Linked DNA regions of Mus musculus: regions 1, 2 and 3 are each linked to region 4. The links are chromatin contacts, called in public HiChIP or PLAC-seq maps. All regions are on one chromosome and are shown on one strand. The core of a region is the stretch at or near the end of the contact, and the rest is flanking DNA. Distances in the headings are between cores, read along the strand shown. Region 1 overlaps Npas3 (neuronal PAS domain protein 3). Region 2 overlaps Akap6 (A kinase (PRKA) anchor protein 6). Region 3 overlaps Npas3 (neuronal PAS domain protein 3). Region 4 holds the start of Npas3 (neuronal PAS domain protein 3).

The links. HiChIP or PLAC-seq counts read pairs in DNA pulled down with a chosen protein or histone mark.
Region 1: a contact with region 4 is called in an H3K4me3 HiChIP or PLAC-seq map of embryonic hindbrain, with 4 times the contacts expected there. The contact joins the enhancer-like site here to the promoter of Npas3 in region 4. A contact is called at or near these places in 3 of 39 promoter capture datasets (the 3T3-L1 cell line, hippocampal neurons and trophoblast stem cells), 1 of 484 Hi-C or Micro-C datasets (ventricular fibroblasts) and 7 of 115 datasets of contacts at active chromatin or transcription factors (SST interneurons, astrocytes, embryonic forebrain and 4 more).
Region 2: a contact with region 4 is called in an H3K27ac HiChIP or PLAC-seq map of stem cell-derived neural progenitor cells, with 4 times the contacts expected there. The contact joins the enhancer-like site here to the promoter of Npas3 in region 4. A contact is called at or near these places in 7 of 39 promoter capture datasets (embryonic stem cells, frontonasal cranial neural crest, hippocampal neurons and 2 more), 19 of 484 Hi-C or Micro-C datasets (the G1E-ER4 cell line, the HL-1 cell line, the N1E-115 cell line and 9 more), 15 of 115 datasets of contacts at active chromatin or transcription factors (SST interneurons, VIP interneurons, embryonic basal ganglia and 9 more) and 1 of 9 other capture datasets (embryonic stem cells).
Region 3: a contact with region 4 is called in an H3K4me3 HiChIP or PLAC-seq map of embryonic basal ganglia, with 2.4 times the contacts expected there. The contact joins the enhancer-like site here to the promoter of Npas3 in region 4. A contact is called at or near these places in 4 of 39 promoter capture datasets (the 3T3-L1 cell line, liver and trophoblast stem cells), 1 of 484 Hi-C or Micro-C datasets (neural progenitor cells), 6 of 115 datasets of contacts at active chromatin or transcription factors (embryonic basal ganglia, embryonic forebrain, embryonic hindbrain and 3 more) and 2 of 9 other capture datasets (embryonic stem cells and liver).

What each region holds. Positions count from the first base shown.
Region 1 is chr12:53,535,585-53,538,606 of GRCm38.p6, forward strand. The region is part of intron 3 of Npas3 (neuronal PAS domain protein 3); the gene reads left to right. Among named protein-coding and RNA genes, the nearest start is that of 1700030L22Rik, 220 kb to the left of the region's middle. Within about 2 kb of position 1,372, at least 4 of the 459 cell types and tissues checked have an H3K27ac peak or open chromatin away from gene starts, as enhancers often do.
Region 2 is chr12:52,935,124-52,938,173 of GRCm38.p6, forward strand. Akap6 (A kinase (PRKA) anchor protein 6) reads left to right here. Exons shown (of 14, transcript NM_198111.2): 6 at 2,012-2,108. Among named protein-coding and RNA genes, the nearest start is that of Gm51971, 140 kb to the left of the region's middle. Within about 2 kb of position 1,533, at least 2 of the 459 cell types and tissues checked have an H3K27ac peak or open chromatin away from gene starts, as enhancers often do. A contact at or near this core is called in stem cell-derived neural progenitor cells, where this site is marked.
Region 3 is chr12:53,513,576-53,516,686 of GRCm38.p6, forward strand. All of the region lies in intron 3 of Npas3 (neuronal PAS domain protein 3), which reads left to right. Among named protein-coding and RNA genes, the nearest start is that of 1700030L22Rik, 200 kb to the left of the region's middle. Within about 2 kb of position 1,291, at least 9 of the 459 cell types and tissues checked have an H3K27ac peak or open chromatin away from gene starts, as enhancers often do. A contact at or near this core is called in embryonic basal ganglia and neural progenitor cells, where this site is marked.
Region 4 is chr12:53,246,691-53,249,809 of GRCm38.p6, forward strand. It overlaps Npas3 (neuronal PAS domain protein 3), which reads left to right and starts at 1,742. Exons shown (of 12, transcript NM_001370962.1): 1 at 1,742-2,057. The coding sequence starts at 1,900.

The sequences.
Region 1 (3,022 bases), core at 122-2,621, 290 kb after region 4:
GTTGCAGATCCCTTTAGCTCCTTGGGTACTTTCTCTAGCTCCTCCATTGGGGGCCCTGTGATCCATCCAATAGCTGACTGTGAGCATCCACTTCTGTGTTTGCTAGGCCCCAGCATAGTCTCACAAGAGACAGCTATATCTGGGTCCTTTCAGCAAAATCTTGCTAGTGTATGCAATGGTGTCAGCATTTGGAGGCTGATTATGGGATGGATCCCCAGATATGGCAGTCTCTAGATGGTCCATCCTTTCGTCTCAGCTCCAAACTTTGTCTCTGTAACTCCTTCCATGGGTGTTTTGTTCCCATTTCTAAGAAGGGGCAAAGTCTTTGTTCTTTGTTCTTCTTGAGTTTCATGTGTTTTGCAGATTGTATCTTGTATCTTGGGTATTCTAAGTTTCTGGGCTAATATCCACTTATCAGTGAGTACATATCCTTTGAGTTCTTTTGTGATTGGGTTACCTCACTCAGGATGATGCCCTCCAGGGCCATCCATTTGCCTAGGAACTTCATAAATTCATTCTTTTTAATAGCTGAGTAGTACTCCATTGTGTAAATGTACCACATTTTCTGTATCCATTCCTCTGTTGAGGGGCATCTGGGTTCTTTCCAGCTTCTGGCTATTATAAATAAGGCTGCTATGAACATAGTGGAGCATGTGTCCTTCTTACCGGTTGGAGCATCTTCTGGATATATGCCCAGGAGAGGTATTGCTGGATCCTCCGGTAGTACTATGTCCAATTTTCTGAGGAACTGCCAGACTGATTTCCAGAGTGGTTGTACCAGCTTGCAATCCCACCAACTATGGGGGAGTGTTCCTCTTTCTCCACATCCTCGCCAGCATCTGCTGTCACCTGAATTTTTGATCTTAGCCATTCTGACTGGTGTGAAGTGGAATCTCAGGGTTGTTTTGATTTGCATTTCCCTGATGATTAAGGATGTTGAACATTTTTTCAGGTGCTTCTCAGCCATTCGGTATCCCTCAGGTTAAATCTTTATCTAGAGAGCATTACAATTCAAAGAGATTGGAATCGTACTTATGTTTATTGAGAGAATAAGTCAGAGGATTTAAGAGTAAGTAAACACGATTCTTCTTAATTTTAAAAATATTTATGTATTTACTTATTTATTTATTTTGCTTTTTCTGTGAAGCAAAGCCAACAGTGAAAATTTCCTCAAAGACTAAAAGTTGTGGACCACAGTGTTCTTCATTTAGCTAGTACTCATAACTCTTAATCCATTTTAATTTTTTGAAAAGTCTCATCTGAAATGTGGATGTCACAGATGCCTCCCGTGCAGACTCCTGAATAGCACTGGGCCATATTTATTCATTAGAATTACGTGCTGTTCTCCGTCCCTTTCCTATTAAGCCCCATTTGTCTGTCTAGAAGGTCAAAGGAGCAGCTGCCTCTGGGGCTGACCTCCATGCCCCTCCATTGTTTTGCTCTTTCAAGGGTACTACCTCCTTCCTTCTTCCTGGGGCCCCATAGGATTGTCTTTTCTGAGCATTTACCTTTTCTTAGGTCAGGGAGCAAGGACAACCGCTGGCATGCTGCTATGGTCTCCACTGCTCACTGGGGCACTTTAGATGTCAGTTGCCGTCTGGATGATTCAACACTGGCTCATAATGATTTCTGGGTCATGAGTGAAATCTGAAAATAATAGACATATTTGTACCACTGTGGAAAAGTCCTAAGTTTATGCTTTTGGGGACCCTGCTACCCTGGGGAACTACATCAAACTCATTCTTAGTCAAATACATACAACAATTTGTTTTGGTACAAATTTGTCTTGTTTGTTTGTGTGTATTAACTATATAACATATTTATTATTTTATATATAATAAGCATATTATATTATATGATATAAATTTATTAGTTTATATACAATATATAGTTATATATCTATTATTTTCCTACCCTTTATCTTTGTAAGAATTGGAGTTTGGTCAAAGCTTTTGCTTCAGTCGAGTGGCCACTTACTTCCAGTATCTGTGAACCCAGGATAATCAACAAGAAACTCCTCTACTTGGCTAGAGTTTCACAGTTGCAGTGGGGTAGGCAGATAATGAAAGACTGGAGCATTGAAATGTGCCTAAATAACATGCTGTTACAAGCCTTATGATAGATTTGTGTTTGACTTAACAGCTTTTGGAACCTAATAAAAAGAACTTAATTGACAATTTCTTGAAATTGCTAAGAAAACCTAGTGAGGCTGGTAGGGTGTAATAAGGACTTTCTCATCACTGTCTTCAACATTGAGCCTATACATGGAAAAAAAGAGAGAGAGAGAGCGAGAGAAAGAGAAAAGAAAAAAAAAGGATTTATCTCTGTGGTAACTCTAAGTAATTGATATACAGACAAGGTTTGGTTCCAATTTGCCAGCAATAAAGTTGTAATAGGGTTTTCTCTGCAATTTTAGCCTTAATGTGCTCATTCCAAAGAGCGGTATTTTTCCAAGTGAACAAATAACATCAGTAAAGCTTACGATCAGTAATAGCCCCACGCTGATGCTCGCATTAAACTTGTTAAATCAATTCACTAGACACTTTCTAAAGTGGACTGTCTGTTTACTCTGACTCGTACACTATGTGGATGATCTATCCATTGCATGTATTTGAATGATCTTCACATTCAGAATTGGTAATTGTTCATGCTTGATGGTCATTATGAATGGATGTCTTCCTCAAAAAAAAAAAAAAAGAATGTCTGTTTATTTTGGATCTGATCATTTTTCAACCTTTACTATTTATTTGAAGGATGTAACTGTATGAGTAACTCCTTAAATGCAGATGTTTTGACTTCTCCAAAAATATATATGCATACTTGGCTACATAAGTGCTGCAGACGAATGTATCCCACGAATACCTACACTAGTTCTAAAGATCTTGTTTTACTTGAAACACATGCTCCACTATGGATACAACTGTTAATTGTATCAACGAGGGTAGAGTAGAGTCTATTTAACATAGACAACATTAGACTAGGGAAGGATAGGTGACATTCTAGAGCGCAAACATTTCTGGTA
Region 2 (3,050 bases), core at 283-2,782, 310 kb before region 4:
GTTCCCAGCATTCACACAGTGACTCACAGCCATCCACACTTTCATTTCCAGGGGACCTAACTCCCTCTTCTGGCCTCCACAGGTACTGCATGCACACAGTGAACATATATGCAAGCAGGTAAAAATACCCATACAGATTTTTAAATAATCATGTTTAAAAGGAAGGATCAAGATTTCTGAGCATCACATAGTTTTTTGTTTTTGTTTTTGTTTTTTGTTTTTGATTTGACTGAATACTTGTAGCAGACGGAACAATGTAAGAAATGCTGAATAGCACACAGGGAGACAAATATTTTCTCTTTCTGGAATATTGAGCTGAAATGTTACCGTATCTACTGAGAAGGATGGATGACACAACTCATCATTTTGAATTGCGTCAGTTCAAATCCTTATCTCTATGTTACATTGCTATCTCTCTTAGTTTCATACTATCTCTCTCTTCAGTCTATCTCTGTTTATGGTACTTTAAAAAGTCCCCTTTCTCCTGGAAGAAAAGAACAAAGCAGACTCACCCCTGGGCATCCACAACCCAGACTGCATTCCCCAGGTTCAGTTATCCACTAACACCAGAGCCCATGGGCTTTGGTCCTCAAGCCTCCATTGCCTGGCTTGATGTCATAGACCACAGACAGTATGAGAGTCATGGAAGGAAGACCCGATCTTACAATGTATGATTACCCAACTTCTTTAATTAAAATGAAACACAGTGTGGAGTCACCTGATCCTGTTTCCTGATGCTTAATACCAAACACAGGACAGAGTATTCATGTATTGTCCCACGACGTTTAACAGAAGAAAACACGTTGCATATTTTGGAACCTTATCACGAGAAGCCAATATTTAGCACACTGTATTTCCAATTAGTGAAGTGAGGAATGAATTCTTGCCCCAAAGACTAATGAATGATTTGGTTGCTGGTGGGTAATGTGATTTTTCCTTCTCTGGACTCCTGTGGTTGGAATGCCTTTAAACATTTCAGAGCTGGAAAAGGTTTTTGGAAAACATTTGAATTTCTTAAAATATCTAGACTTCCCAGTAGAGAGCATCACTGAACACACTCAGCAAATGTTGACTGTGACCACAAACTAGTGAACCCTAGCACGTGATATATCTGGAAAGTAGCAATCATTAACCTGCTTATAATTTGCAAGCTAAAGATGGAGATATAGCAGCAGATGCCTGATAAATTCAATAGTAGTAGCACATGTAAGGAGGAGGAGGAGGAGGAAGAGGAGAGGAATGGCCACCACCAAGTGTATCTGGGGAGGCTTCCTGGAAGCAGTGACTAAATTTGATATGAACCTTGAAAGAAGTCAGTGACTGTCATGAGGGTAAATCTCTTGCTGTACTTGGTGTGTTTATTTGTAAGACAACATCACACCATAAGAAATAAGCTTTTAAAGAGCAAAAAAGTCTGGAAAGAGTTGGAATCTAGACTGTAGCAGCCAGCTGCCCTTCTCTGTACCATGGCTCCTGCAGAGTCAAGGAACAGAGAGGAATCAAACGACCCTGCATTTGTGGATGCATCTAGGCGACATAAGGCTACTGCGTTTCTTGGCTGCCAACTTCTGTGGCTTTGTAAAGACTTGCATTACTAATGATCCTTAGACACGAAGGAAAGCGCACGTGTGCGGTGGGAATTCGCCGTATTTTACTGAACACTGCCACTCTCCACATAGCCTATGGGATGTGACTTTTCATAAAATCGTAATGAATGTCTGCATTTGTCGAGCAGTTTCCAAACAGATGCACTCTGCTAGTCTAACAGAAACATTTAAAGCCCAGACCCCAAATATCAATAGCTTTTAGTATTGCAAATTAGTCTGTCTATTGGGTAAATAGGGCCATGTGGTTCTTGATAAAAAGTAGCAAACAATTCTGCACGCGTGCTTTGTGTGTGACCATAAGCAATTCTGCGTGCGTGTTTCGTGTGTAACCGTAAGCAATTCTGCGTGCGTGTTTCGTGTGTAACCACCTTCTCGGAGCCTGAGGGTCCTGTGCTTCTTTTCAGAGCTTTAAGTTGAACGTAGACAGTCACTGTGCCCTCAAGGAAGCCGTGGAGGAAGAAGGACACCAACTTCTTGAGCTCATTGCGTCTCACAAAGCAGGTAAATCCCCCTGAAATATTGCGGGTCTTTATGTCTCCAGACTATTAAGAATGAGGAAGCATTGCCGTAAATTACTGCATATATTCACTTCCTTATGTATTATTAATATTTACATTATCAGATTGACCTTCAAGATTTATAAATGTTTCATATACTGCATACAATGCTGTGGTACTTATAAGATGAAATACTGCCTCCAAACGGTCTGTTCATTTTATTTGGGGCTTGCCATCCGCCCGAGTTCCAATTGAAATCACACTCCTGAAAACTTCACGTTGACATGCTTTTTGATGTAGGAGCTCTGGAAGTAACATTAAGATAATGAATGAGAGCTGTTCTTATAGACACAATGCATACCCACTAGGGTGAACATAGACATCATTATGGGTTGAAGGCAGGCTGCCCATACACATCTGATTATTTCCCTGCCGGTTCACACATGTGGACGTTTGGCATATTCTCTGTAGGTCTTTGCATTAGCAGAAGCTTAGGCCTTCAACCGGTTCTTAGACCAATGTTGATGAATTCATGAAAAAAAATGCATTATGAACAAAAAGAAGTTTTCTTGTATGGTTCCACTTATCCTGATAGTCAAAGACCACAAAACAGGGTGAGTTGAAGCTCCCCCACTCCCCTGCACTTACTATACAAACGGGAAAAGAACCGCATTAAGCAGATATGTTAATGCCAAATAGCAGTCTCTTGATTCTGGCCTATTTACTGTATTTCCAGTTGAATTACCTGTCTGTTTTCAGATATCTTTCTTTCTGATCATTAGGAAGTCTCCATGCAGATAAACCCAGGGCCTTTATACTGGAGGTGTGAAGCTATAGCCTTAATGACATTTACACACCACGATCCTTCCACTTTTATTGTTCACACCAAACCACCAAGTCTGCGTCAGTTTCTGCACATGCCTGCCCTGTTTCTGCATTGTTATGT
Region 3 (3,111 bases), core at 41-2,540, 270 kb after region 4:
TACCCAAAGCAGAGTATATGAATGTGTAGTAGTGATGAATCCACTCAGTCACCTCAGTGTGTCTTGAGAATGGCACAGCAAGTCTTGGTTGAGGGAATCAGGTGCTTCTAACTTCAAATCTCTGTTGTGAACAATATATACTTTATAACTTTAGCCCTCTTATCTGAAAATTTGAATCTGAGACTCTTGGCTGTTTAAGTATGCCTTCTCCTGAATGTCCAGGAGGCAACTTAATGAAAAGTTTGAATTTGTAGAGGAATTAGCAAGGAACTCCTGTTTTTGATTTGTGCTACATGCTAAGGTTTCTGTTTGGTTTTTATTATTGTATTATTAAGATATTCAAGAGAGAGTAAGTCAGGCATCAGGAAGAAGGTGGAATTTAATATGCACTATTTAAGAAGTAATTCAGATTCTAATGTGGAAACAATTAAATCATAATAGAGGAGAGAAAATTTTGTATTTCTTAAATGGCACAAGTTACTGAGGATGTTAAAACAATTTTATCAAAATAAGATTTATGAAGCTGCTTTGCAAATTGTCAGTATGTGTATATTTCATTGAGTTGATAAGAAAATAAAACAGTTTTTAAACATTTTATGCCTGAAATTCAACAGCCAATTTATTAAAATAATAATGAATACATGTGCCACCTTTTTTCTTGTGAGTTTGTCTAAATAGAAGTAATATTACTTGGGGTTTAGGATATTACTTTTTTGTCCATAAAATCAGATAATGGAAGGTATTATTTATATCAAAAGAGGTATAAAGTCTGAAGGAGGCAGCCTGTAAACTAGGTCTGAAAGGTTACTAGACTTTTTTTTTTGTATATGAGTAAGCATATTTTTAAAAATGTACAAATGGCGCTTTTTCAGCCAAAATGTAACCATTGACTAAGAAAGATATTACTAGAATTTTTATTTTCAGATGAAAATATTCAAGGTCTTAATTTTAGGTACTCATGGAAACTGTTTAATTTACCATGTATTTCTATTATCTGAGCATATCTCAAACAACTACCAGCATGAATCACACACTGTCCTTTATAAAGACAAACCAACAACTTGATGAACTATAATCTAGTATTTCCTTTCTGCCACCCTTGCTTCTAATAGATATAGACAAGTATCTTTTTAAAATCAGAACTCCTGGTATACATGGTTTCCTCAGCCCCTCTAATCCTAATACAGATAATATCACACCAGAGAAGGAACGCCATCCACAAGCAGGAATTCAAATGGCCTAAGCTCAAGGGCAGCCTGGGCCATGGCGGCTGAGACAAGCTGCCCCTGCACTTGGGATTTGCCCCTAAGTCACCACAGGCTGTGATTGAGAATTGAGCCTAGACAGCGTGGAAGTTGATGTCTTATACCTTCATTTCACTTAAATTAGTACAAAGGGAGGGAACAATTTTACTTCACATGTGAAGTCAGTCATTTCTTGGGCTGCTAGCTCCGTATTTTAGCAGAACAGCTGTTCTGTACAACATGGCTTTCTGTGAGCAGTATTTCCACTGTTCAGAAAGTGGCAGTCTGCCAAGACAGTGCCCAGACCAACCCCTAAACAACAACAACAAAAAAATCTCCTTTTGTCAACGACTCTAATAATTTGTACAATTGAGGAAAAAGGGGGGGGGGCGGTCCACAGCCTTTGCAGATGTGCATTTATGATGCTATTTTTAAGCAGAGGGCCATGAAAGAATAGATTCATACGAATTGTAAGTTGATCATTCATTTTATGCCTTTGGCTTCTGCTACTGCTAAAATTTTATTCTGTGTAAAGAAAACACAGCCAGCCTTGAAACAAGGTAAGCCAGAGTGTGACAAGATGGAATTTTTCAGTTTTGAACCTGTGATGCCCGCTTAAAAACAGAGCGCTGTGCAGTCTTTCTCCCACTCCATCTAAGGAGATAAATGCTACTTGCTGGGCTCCCCACAAAAGAAAGTTGCCATCCTTCAGCATTTTGAAGAAATAAACTCTTAATGAGCCTGCATTCGTTTACAGCAGTCCATTCTCTGAAAATGAGTTTAAGCGCTGTAGAAACCGCCAGAAGCACTTGCACAACCAACTTCAAATTAATATGTGTTAATTCTCTGTAACATAACATCAGAGGCACCAAGCCTGCTCGAAGCTCAGACACGGTGTCTACACTCTGGTTATAGAAAGCTACAGCCATGGGTACTTTTACCCCATTCGTGGAGTTAAGAAGACCAAATGAGTTTTATACATTCAAGTTCCCTAGAAGAGAGTTCTCAAACTTCTATGGACAGAGACAATCTCATCTAAGCTTTGTTTCATATTATGCTGGATGTGTATATGAGAGAATTGCAACATCCACCCCAGATTACTAAAAATGAACTTATGTTCTGAAATATGACATGGAATTTACTACAGACTCATTCTACAAGAGAGGAAACAGAACAGAAAGAACTAGAACTATGTGGCAATGACTGTGAGACAGATCAAGGTCTTAATCACACGCTGGAAGGACAACCTTTCACACATACTAATGAAGGGACACAGGTTATCATGGTAGGAAGTTACTAAAACTCACTTTATTCTTGCACTTAGAAATACTTCACAAAGTAGTTGCTTAAAGAAATCGATTTCATCTTTGAAATTGTTAACCGTGTATCTTTGAAACATTTCTCGAGTTTAATAAGAGTGAACAATGACACCTACAATTCTTGTCACCTGTGCTTGTCTGCAGTAAAGGTCACTGAGCTTTTTGAAATGATAAACCGCAGACGAATTGTCCACAGAATGTTTTATAAATGTTTACAAATCACATTTCTTATATGTTAGAGAACTTCTCTATGTTAAAGATTAATTGTGGCAATGGGTAGTTAGTCAAGTTTGTTTTTAATAAAAAGGTAGATACTTTTCTTCAAATAGACATGTGCTACTCTTTTAATTTTTTTAAAGATAAGAAATAGACCTGTATCTATAAATTATGATTTAAGGAATCAGAGAGACATAACTGTCCCTGTCCCAGCATGTGACTGATTTCACTGTTAATGTGATAATAGGGAGAGTATATATATGTATGTATGTGTGTATGTGTGTATGTGTGTATGTGTATATGTGTATATGTGTATATGTGTGTATGTGTGT
Region 4 (3,119 bases), core at 492-2,991:
GCTCCTCCCGAAAGCCACTTGGGTTGGGGACGCCCAGAGGTTGCCCTGGCAGGAGCGGGATGGGGCCTGGCGAGGACTCGCCTTTGTCCAGCTCCTCTAGTTTCCAGAATCATCAGGGTGGGAGGGATAGCATGGGGCTGCTGCAGGGCGGGCATCTGGCTCTTAGATCCTGTGCGGAGTTGTCCTGCTTGGGAGCCTCTGTCACTCTACACCTCGGCAACTTCAGGCCAGTGGGTCCTGTCTCACTGGATCATGGTGGCCCACTGTTTCCCAGGCTCAAAGGGTTAAGCAGGAGCCTGACCGGGAGAAGCGCGATTGGCCCTGGGTCACGGCGGCGTGGAGGTCACAGTTAACTTGGGCTTGTTTGGAGGGTACAGCGACTGCCCTAGCCCTTCAGCTGCAGTGCCCAGGCCCTGAGTGCCAGATGGGAAGAGGGTACCAGAATGGGAAACCACCACTCCCCACCACCACCCAGCCGCAGCAGTAGCAGCAGCAGTTGCAGGAGTAGCAGCAGCAGCAGCAGCAGCCGCTAAGCTGGGCAGGGGCTTTGAGTGTGGGACATTAGCAGAGCTCTGTGTCCCTCAAGGGCTGCATCCGCCTGCTTCTCGCATCTCTGCTCCTGCTCACCAGCCAGAAGACAGGGGGAAAAGTGGGCAACCCGGGTCCTGGGGAGGGATGGAGGGAAACAATCAACTCCCACTCCCCCAACCCTAGCTCAGTGAAACCCAGTGCAAGTCTCACTAAAAAGGCGCATCCAAACTGTAAGGATCTCTCTTCACCCCCTAATGAAAGGCAGGCGTCACAATGTGAAGTAACAGGAAGGCGCGAGGAAATAAATGCACGTGTTTTCTCTTTTTGTTTCCTTGGTGTTTGGAATTCGCAGAGTTCTTTTCAATTGTGGCTACTAATTTATTCGTTTCCTCGGTCAAAGGGGGGCGTTAAGAGATGGATCATAGCGCAAACTAAGATCTAGCTGAGACCCCACCTCACAAGTTTCCCAAGACCAACTCTTCCGCTCACCAGGAGCGGGAAGAGCCCTTTCTTTTAAGCGACCCAAACTCTCCATTGTACAAAAGCGCCAACCCCCCGCCCCGCACTCCGTCGCCTTTGCAAACCACCTCTCCTAGATAACTATCAAGTTCTCCAGGAACCCAACTTGCGCTTGGTCACATTCGCTCTGCTTAATGTGGAGAATAGTGTCAAAGAGGGGTCCAGGCTGAAACGGGAGGCTCTGACGCCCCATTCCTACACCCGCGGGCTGGGATCCTGGTTTCTGGCAGCCTCGGAAGGCTGAAGCCAGCCCGGATGGTGGTTATTTCTCCAGAGAAAGGAGGAGAAAGAGCGCACCACAATCTTGCACTTTGGGTCGGAAGTGCGCGGTGTGTGTGTGTGTGTGTGTGTGTGTGTGTGTGTGTGTGTGTGTAGAAGAGGGAGGGAAAACGCACCCTCCACTGCTCGTTATTCCCTTGCACCGGCCAAGCGCTCGCCAAGCCTCCCGGTGCATCCTTCCTCCTTCACCCCCTCCTCCTCTCAGCTGGGCTCGCGCGGCGCTGCTGGAGCAGCCAGTGAAAGCAACATCCTGGAAAGAGGGGGGAGCAACAGTGCCCCCCAAAAGGGAGAAAAGGCCCCACCCTGACACGTTTTGCTGTTTGCAAGTCCCTCGCACACCCCCCGCACCTCCTCCTCGCCACCCCCCCCCACCTCAGCCCGCTGCGCGCACATCAAAGCGCCTCTCCGCCGCGCACAGTGGCCGCGGCTCACTAATGGGATTGCAGGCTGGTGCCTGGCTCCGCTGCTGCCGCCGCTCGCGCCGCTGCTGCCGCCGCCGCCCGAACCCGAGCCCGAGCCCCCGCCAGCCCGAGCCCAGAGCAGCCGCGCCTGGGGCTCCAAGCCGCGGCGATGATCCGAATCTTTCCGGATTTCAGCGTGCAGGTGACGGCCGCGGCGGCCGGCGGGGCAGCCGCTGGGGTACCGGCCGGTGCGGGCATGGGGAGGGCCGGCGCCGCGGCCAACGGCACCCCGCAGAACGTCCAGGGCATCACCTCCTACCAGCAGCGGTGAGTAGTCCCGTCCGAGCTGGGATAGTGCCCCCGTCTCGGGTACTGGGGTGGGACTCACTTTGCTCTTGTTTTGTGCCTTACAACACACATGCACCTCGTCAGGGCTTACTTTGCCTGCCCCTGTGCTATAGAAGGAGGGGGGGGGGGATACACAATCCGAATTGAAAAGCACTCTAGTGCACTGGCGAAGTGAAGTCATCCTTTGCCCTCTGCCAGGCCCCGAACGTTGAGCCTCAGCCCCGAGTAGCCAGAGAGTTCCAGTCAAGTCTGAGACGCTGCAGGAGATGCTTTTGCAAAGTTTGGGCTTCCTGCCCCCTTTCAGCAAAATGTTCTCAATGCCTCCGCGGGTGCGAATCCGCGCTGACGGACAGCCAGGGGAGCAATTGATCATCGGAGGCTGATTGATCATTTGTTTCCAAATAGGACAGAGACGATTTTCATGTGCAGAGATAGACTTGCGTTTCTACCTAATAGTGTGAGATCCTGTCACCTGTTACTACAGGGAATACAACGTGAAATCCGAATCTCTTAGGCGCTGTTAACTATCTTAAACGCATTATGATGCAAATGGATGGGATTCCGAGATCCAAGTTAGGAAGCAAATTTTACAAAAGTTAGGCTTGGTGGTGAAAGGGAAGTTTTAATATAGAAATTGTTTTTAGTTTTCTAAAGATAGTCTCTAGATTCAAAATAATTGTCATTAAAACACTGAGCAACCTTTGATTGAGGAAGGAAATAAAGAGAAATTTACCATCAACAGCTTTCTAACCCTAAAGTTTTCCCTTTAAGGATAACTTTCGATGTTCTAAGATTTTATTGAAAATGGGATTCACAAAATCGCTATGAGAAAAACTAACAATATAATCAAAAAGGTAAACTCTCTATTCATGAGGCTCAATTTTATGGTAGATGGAAGAAAAAAAAGCACATGAGAGTGTGAAATTAAATATTTGTGTTTCCCAGATTGTACACGATTAAACATCTGAGAGATTTGCCAATGGCATTTAACTTAAAATATACATAATGCATAATTCAAATTCCCATTTTACCTCATCTTTG